Linked DNA regions of Ovis aries: region 1 is linked to region 2. Evidence: chromatin contacts called from public Hi-C data. All regions are on one chromosome and are shown on one strand. The core of a region is the stretch at or near the end of the contact, and the rest is flanking DNA. Distances in the headings are between cores, read along the strand shown.

Region 1 (2,700 bases), core at 156-2,655, 240 kb after region 2:
TGGGTTATTATTGCCAGTTTTCTTTTCCCATTCCTTTCAGTGGATGGGTGGTGGGTCTCATAGAGCATCTCAGAAACAGAGGCCAGTGGGTCTCATGATCTGGCCTAGGAAGGCTACTTATTTGGAAGGATGCCAGGTATCTAAAGAGGACTACAATCAAGGATGCTCCAGGCAATGTCCTAGACTCATCATCTCTTAGAATAATTAAAACCATAAGATTTCCCCTTTGGGAGTGAATCTGGAGGGACAGTTTGTAATTCCACACCTGGAGGAGGACCCTGATGAGGCACTAGTGCTCTGGAGGCCCTGGATGGGAGACTGTAGTTGGAGTTCCTGTTGCCACTGCTGACCCCTGGATAGCCATTTCCTTGTTACTGGTGCCCCAGGGAACCTGTCAAGAAGATGGCTAGGAGCGCCCTGCTGGTTATTATGCATATTCTTTTCTTCAGTTCTCACAACAATCCTGAGACATAGATATTATTATTCTTGTCTGATAGATGAGGAAACTGAGGTTCAGAGAAGTGAAGAACTTTGCCCAAGATCACACAGTATGTTAGCAGACAGGTCTGCCTGACCCCAGTTTTCCTATTCTTTCCATCATCACACTGCCTTCCAGCATCAGTGAGTCCTAGAAGCCTAAGGTCGGGGAGAACTGTGGACCTGCCCGGGGTGTCTGCTACTCAGGAGGTTCTTTGGGAGTTAGGGCTTTGAGATCTAGTAGCTAATGACTTAAAGATTTATTCACAAATATTTATGGAGTGTTAATTTTCTAGGCCTTTGGGATTTAACAGTAAACAAAGTAAACAGGTATTACTGTCAGCTGGCAGTCTAGTGATGAAGATAGATCCTATTGCCTCCCCAAAAGAAAACTATATGGAATATTACAAGCTGATGTGTGCTTTGGAAAAAGTATAAGCAATAGGCAGTGAGAGGGAATAGGGGATGTCGGGTTGTGGAGTTATAGTGTTCAAAAGGCACACAGGGTGATGTGTGAGCAAGGCTTGAGGACCTTTGGTGTGCCTCTGTGAGTCCCCTTCTGATTTTACTTGGTCTTAAAGAGGAAATTTTAGGTGCAGGGCCACAGCTCAGACCTTCTGTGTTCTCCTTGCGTGTGCCTCTTCTGCATTCCTTGCTCATCCCAGGGTTCTGGAGGATGGAGAGTCGTAGGAGGCGGATCCTGTGGGAATGCTGGGCTCTTGGTGACGGCAGCAGGCCTGGACTTGTCTGGGGAGGGGGCCAGTCGAGGGCTTGACCCTTCCTGGTTCAGAGAAGTCCCTGGGCAGCAGGCCCAGCACCTGGTATGGGGTGCTCTACCACGTGACTCCTGGCCTGAGGCCCAGAGGGACTGAGGCCTCGCCGCCTCCCTGAGAGGGAGCAGTCTTCTTGCACCTGCACCCTGGGGTTCTGAACCATGGGACCCGGCCGGTTGGGCCAGCCCAGCCCTGTCAGATGGAGGATAGCAGCCAGCACTGCTGCTCGGGCACGTGCCGATGGCTGCCTGCTGTGCTGGCCAGGGTCAAGGGATGTGGAGGCCAAAGGCCAAAGGTTGGTGCAAATGGCACCCTGCCCACCTCAGTCCTAGCAGACTGGGAAACTTGTTCAAAGGTCAGAGAAGACTGAGGAGGCTCTCACATCAGTGTTCTTGAGGTCTCTTCTGTTGGGAGGACCTCAGCAAGGTGGGCACAGGGAAACTTGGAGGTCTTTGCCAAGTCGTGCCTTCCCTCCACCATCTGCATTATCGTCCTCACAAGTGGAGCTGTGGCTGTGGGCTGGTCTCTTTCCTGCTCTTTCTCTTTGTTGGAAGGTTCCCAAATTTGAATAATTAGAAGTAAAAATTTCAGCTTAAGGGCCAATCTCTGTGTGTTTCCCTCCTTGGCTTAACTCTTCCATGCCACTCAGAGTTTTCCCGGCTGTGCTGGGAGGTTGGGAGGTGTTAGAGAAGGGAAAGGTTGCCTCATAGCTTGTCATCCTCTGTCCACATTGTCTGTTTATGCACACACGCTGCTCTCCCACTTCCCACCACCATGGAGTCAAACCTGGGGAAGAAGGAAACAAAAGACGCTACGGTCCAGCAGGGCTCAAAGCTTGCGTGCAGTGACTGGAGAGTGTGTTAAGCCGTCTAATGCACTGCCCTTGAAAGGTTACCATGCTGCTTTGGGTTTGAAGCTGCCTGCATCACCTGCTTTTTCTGAATGTGGAATGTGTCAGAATCTATATTGATCTAATTCCAGTCAGATCTGCTCTCGGCTGAAGCCCTCTGCCGTGATTTATCTGGAGCTGATCTGAAAGCTAGGTAACCCAGAGCCATTCAGACTGGAAGCCGTCACCAGAGAGGACAAGCCCGTGGAGCCCTCCTTAGCCTTAGAAAATGTCAGCTTTCCCGAAAACTTACTGGGCTTTGCTGATGGTGTCAGGCCTGGGGTGGGGGGTGGGGGGTATGCTTTTTCATACATTGAATAAAATATTAAAATCTAAATATTTAGACCTATCAACTTTGAACTATAACTGCTCTAATTTTCTGTGCCCGTTATGATTTCCCAGAATTCTGTAGCCAGAATCCCTTTTCCCTCCAAGCGCCCCAGTCTCCTCTCCCTCTTCTCAGAAGCTTCTGCCCTGGCACCTTGTGCATTAGGTCGGTGTGCTTTCTGTGCTTGTCTCGCCTCTTCAATTGCAGTTTTCTCTTCTTTCTCTCACTTACTC
Region 2 (2,771 bases), core at 53-2,552:
AGTTTCCTTCCAAGCAATGCATTTACAAAAGGAAGGGAGATTTTTGCAGGCATGTATTTGCACAGGCAGCCAACCTCCTCCAGTCACACACACACATCCTCTCCCCATCCACCCACAAAGCGTCAGTCACATTTAGGGTTTGCACAAATGCACACCCTCCCTCGTACATCATAATGCACACCCTCTCACCCACCTACACACCTCTTCCACAAAATCACACCTGCTCACATATCCTTAAAGTATGTTTCTTTGCTGTGTCCAGAGAGACAGAAAGATGGAGGAGATGGGTAAGAGTGGGTTGTGAGGGCTCAGGAAGGCAAGCACTCTATGCAGGAGCACAAAGTCTGAAGGCCAGGACTCCACAGTTCTCCCTACCCTGCAAGCAGAAATACTAAGACTTGAGAGGGGTTCAGAAGCAGGGGTAGAGGAGGCAGGCATTCCAGTTGCCAGGCCCCACAGGGACAGTATGCTGCCCCTCAGGCTGCTACCTGAGGTAGGAAGTTTGTCAAGGCTGTGAGAGAAGAGGGACTTCCCTGGGAGTCCAGTGGTTAAGACTCCATGCTTCCAATGCAGGTGGCATGGGTTCAATCCCTGGTAAGGGGAACTAAGATCCCATGTGCTGCCTGGAGCGGCCAAACAAAGAAAAAGAAAGAAAGAAAATAAAGACTGTGAGTGGAGAATGCAGAGGCATGTGCTCCAGAAATCCATTTTGCCTGGGGGCCAAGGATGGTCCTTGGACTGGGATTCTCATCAGAGTTCAGGAATTAATAGGGGGCAGGGTTGGGATAGGGGAGAAGAGGAAGTTAAAAGGCCAGTTTGGGCTCCAAGTTCAACATCCTCTAGGAGCGGTCTTTCCAGTGTCAGCCAGAGTCAACAATTTCCTTTCATTGGAAACTTGAAGTCGCCTCCAGAGAGGAGAGTTGGGGGAGAGGACCTTGAGAAATGACAAGTGCTCAAGGGCAGGGCCGCAGCAGCCACTCTTGCCGCAGTAGCCGCGGCCCGGGTGAATCTGGCTTCAGCCCTAGACTATTGTCTGCCCTGATCCGACTCAGCGCGAGCTCCGAAACTGTGGATTCTGGAAAGGATCTAGACTTTTCCTTTAGGAAAAAGTCCCAAAGCCGACCCACAGCGCCTCAGAAGACTGCCTGAGCTCTCAGTTAAAGGGACACTCAGGCCCCCGCCCTCCAACTCTGACAGCACTTTCCCTGTGCTGCCGCCTGGGGGCGCCCCCAGCTGGCTCTGAGGCTGCCGCCAGAACTGCTGTTGTTATCAGTATAATAAATAAACAAGCATTGATGGGGCCAAGAGAAGGAAGAGGCAGGCCTCTGCTGCTCAGAAGGAGAATCCCTTGAAAGATCCAGTGAGGCTTCAGGGAAATGGAAGGTGAGGAAGAGGGGAAAACGAGTGGCTTGTCCCTCCTCCCTACCCAGTACTTCTGGGACTTGCCCTCTGGAGTTCTGGTCCTGGGGACCCCTAAAGGCAAGGGCAAAAGGAAGGGGACATTTGGTAAAATGGATTTGGAACCAGCTCTTTATCAGCCAGACAGGATGTCTGTAGCCACAGCTACCCCTTAGATTACTGGTGGTGGGGCAGGCCAAGCTCTGAGGCAATTATTCATTTAACAAACATCTGTCTATTTATGGAGTGCCTACTATGTGCAAGGTAATCTACTAATAATAGCTAATGTTTTATTGGATATTGTGAGAACACAGCCAACTTTCACATCACATCCTGAGAGATGGGGGCTAGAGGCATAGGGAGCAACTAGGAAGAATGACAGTCCCTCAGAGATGTGGGCCATTGGGCTTTAACCTATGTAGTGGAACAGTGGCAACAGCAGATAAAACCAGAGGATTACCAAGATCTCAGAACTCAAGACCCAAGGCCCAAGGTCTTGGAGATACGAATACAGGGAATTTGGGTGAAAAACTCATGAATGAGGCACGAAGGTGTGCTAGTAGGTCCTGTGGGGGGAGCACTGAGTCACCACAATTTCAGGGCCTGATGGTTGGAAGTATCCAGGGGAAATTTTCTGTGCTGAAAGGAGGGTGCTAGGTTCTGTGATCAGAGTCTGGACAAAAGTTGGGGTATGGTAGAGGTTTCTAGGAAGGTTTTGAGGGAAGGATCTAGAGTACTGGGTTGGAAAAGATGCTGGGGTGTATTTAAGGAAAGGAGGGGCGTGGCTAGGGTGTCCATCTAGGGGACCCAGCCAGGTCCTTGGGTTCTGCACTGGGGTATTCTCTGGGACCGCGGGAGCCGGCCGAGGCTGCGGAGGTCTGTGGGTGGAGGTCTGCCGGAGGCCCGGCTGGCTGGCAGCTACTAGGCTGGTGCTCGGAGCGAGCCGCCCGGGGTTCCGCGGGGGGGCGGTACGAGCTCTGGCTGCGGGCGGGCGGGCGACCGGGGAGGAGGCGGCGGCTCCAAGAAGAACATGAATCAGCGGCGGCGGCGACGGCGGCGACGGCTGTGGAAGGAGCGCGGTGGCCCAGGAGCGGCCCCGGGGACCCCGCGTGGCTGACAGCCGCCGCGGCGACTCACAGCGGGCGCGGGTCTCGGAGCCCCAGCCCCAGCGCCGCCCCCCGGGCCGGCCCCCGTCCCTCCCTCGGCCCTCCTCCTCCTCCTCCCTCTCCTCCCTCCTCCCTGGTCGCTCGCGGGCCGGGCCCGGCATGGTGCGGCGTCGCCGCCGATGGCGCTGAGGCGGAGCATGGGGCGGTCGGGGCTCCCGCCGCTGCCGCGGCCGCCGCCGCCGCCGCTGCTGCTGCTGGCGGGTCTGG

Evidence for each region. A called contact is a pair of places that touch in the nucleus more often than the background predicts.
Region 1: a contact with region 2 is called in a Hi-C map of liver, with 4 times the contacts expected there. The contact joins the enhancer-like site here to the promoter of TYRO3 in region 2. A contact is called at or near these places in 7 of 16 Hi-C or Micro-C datasets (hypothalamus, liver, mixed tissues and 4 more).

What each region holds. Positions count from the first base shown.
Region 1 is chr7:35,413,681-35,416,380 of ARS-UI_Ramb_v3.0, forward strand. All of the region lies in intron 3 of MAPKBP1 (mitogen-activated protein kinase binding protein 1), which reads left to right. Among named protein-coding and RNA genes, the nearest start is that of JMJD7, 22 kb to the right of the region's middle. Within about 2 kb of position 1,406, at least 7 of the 54 cell types and tissues checked have an H3K27ac peak or open chromatin away from gene starts, as enhancers often do. A contact at or near this core is called in liver, where this site is marked.
Region 2 is chr7:35,171,367-35,174,137 of ARS-UI_Ramb_v3.0, forward strand. TYRO3 (TYRO3 protein tyrosine kinase) reads left to right here and starts at 1,303. Exons shown (of 19, transcript XM_012181240.3): 1 at 1,303-1,383. The coding sequence starts at 1,377.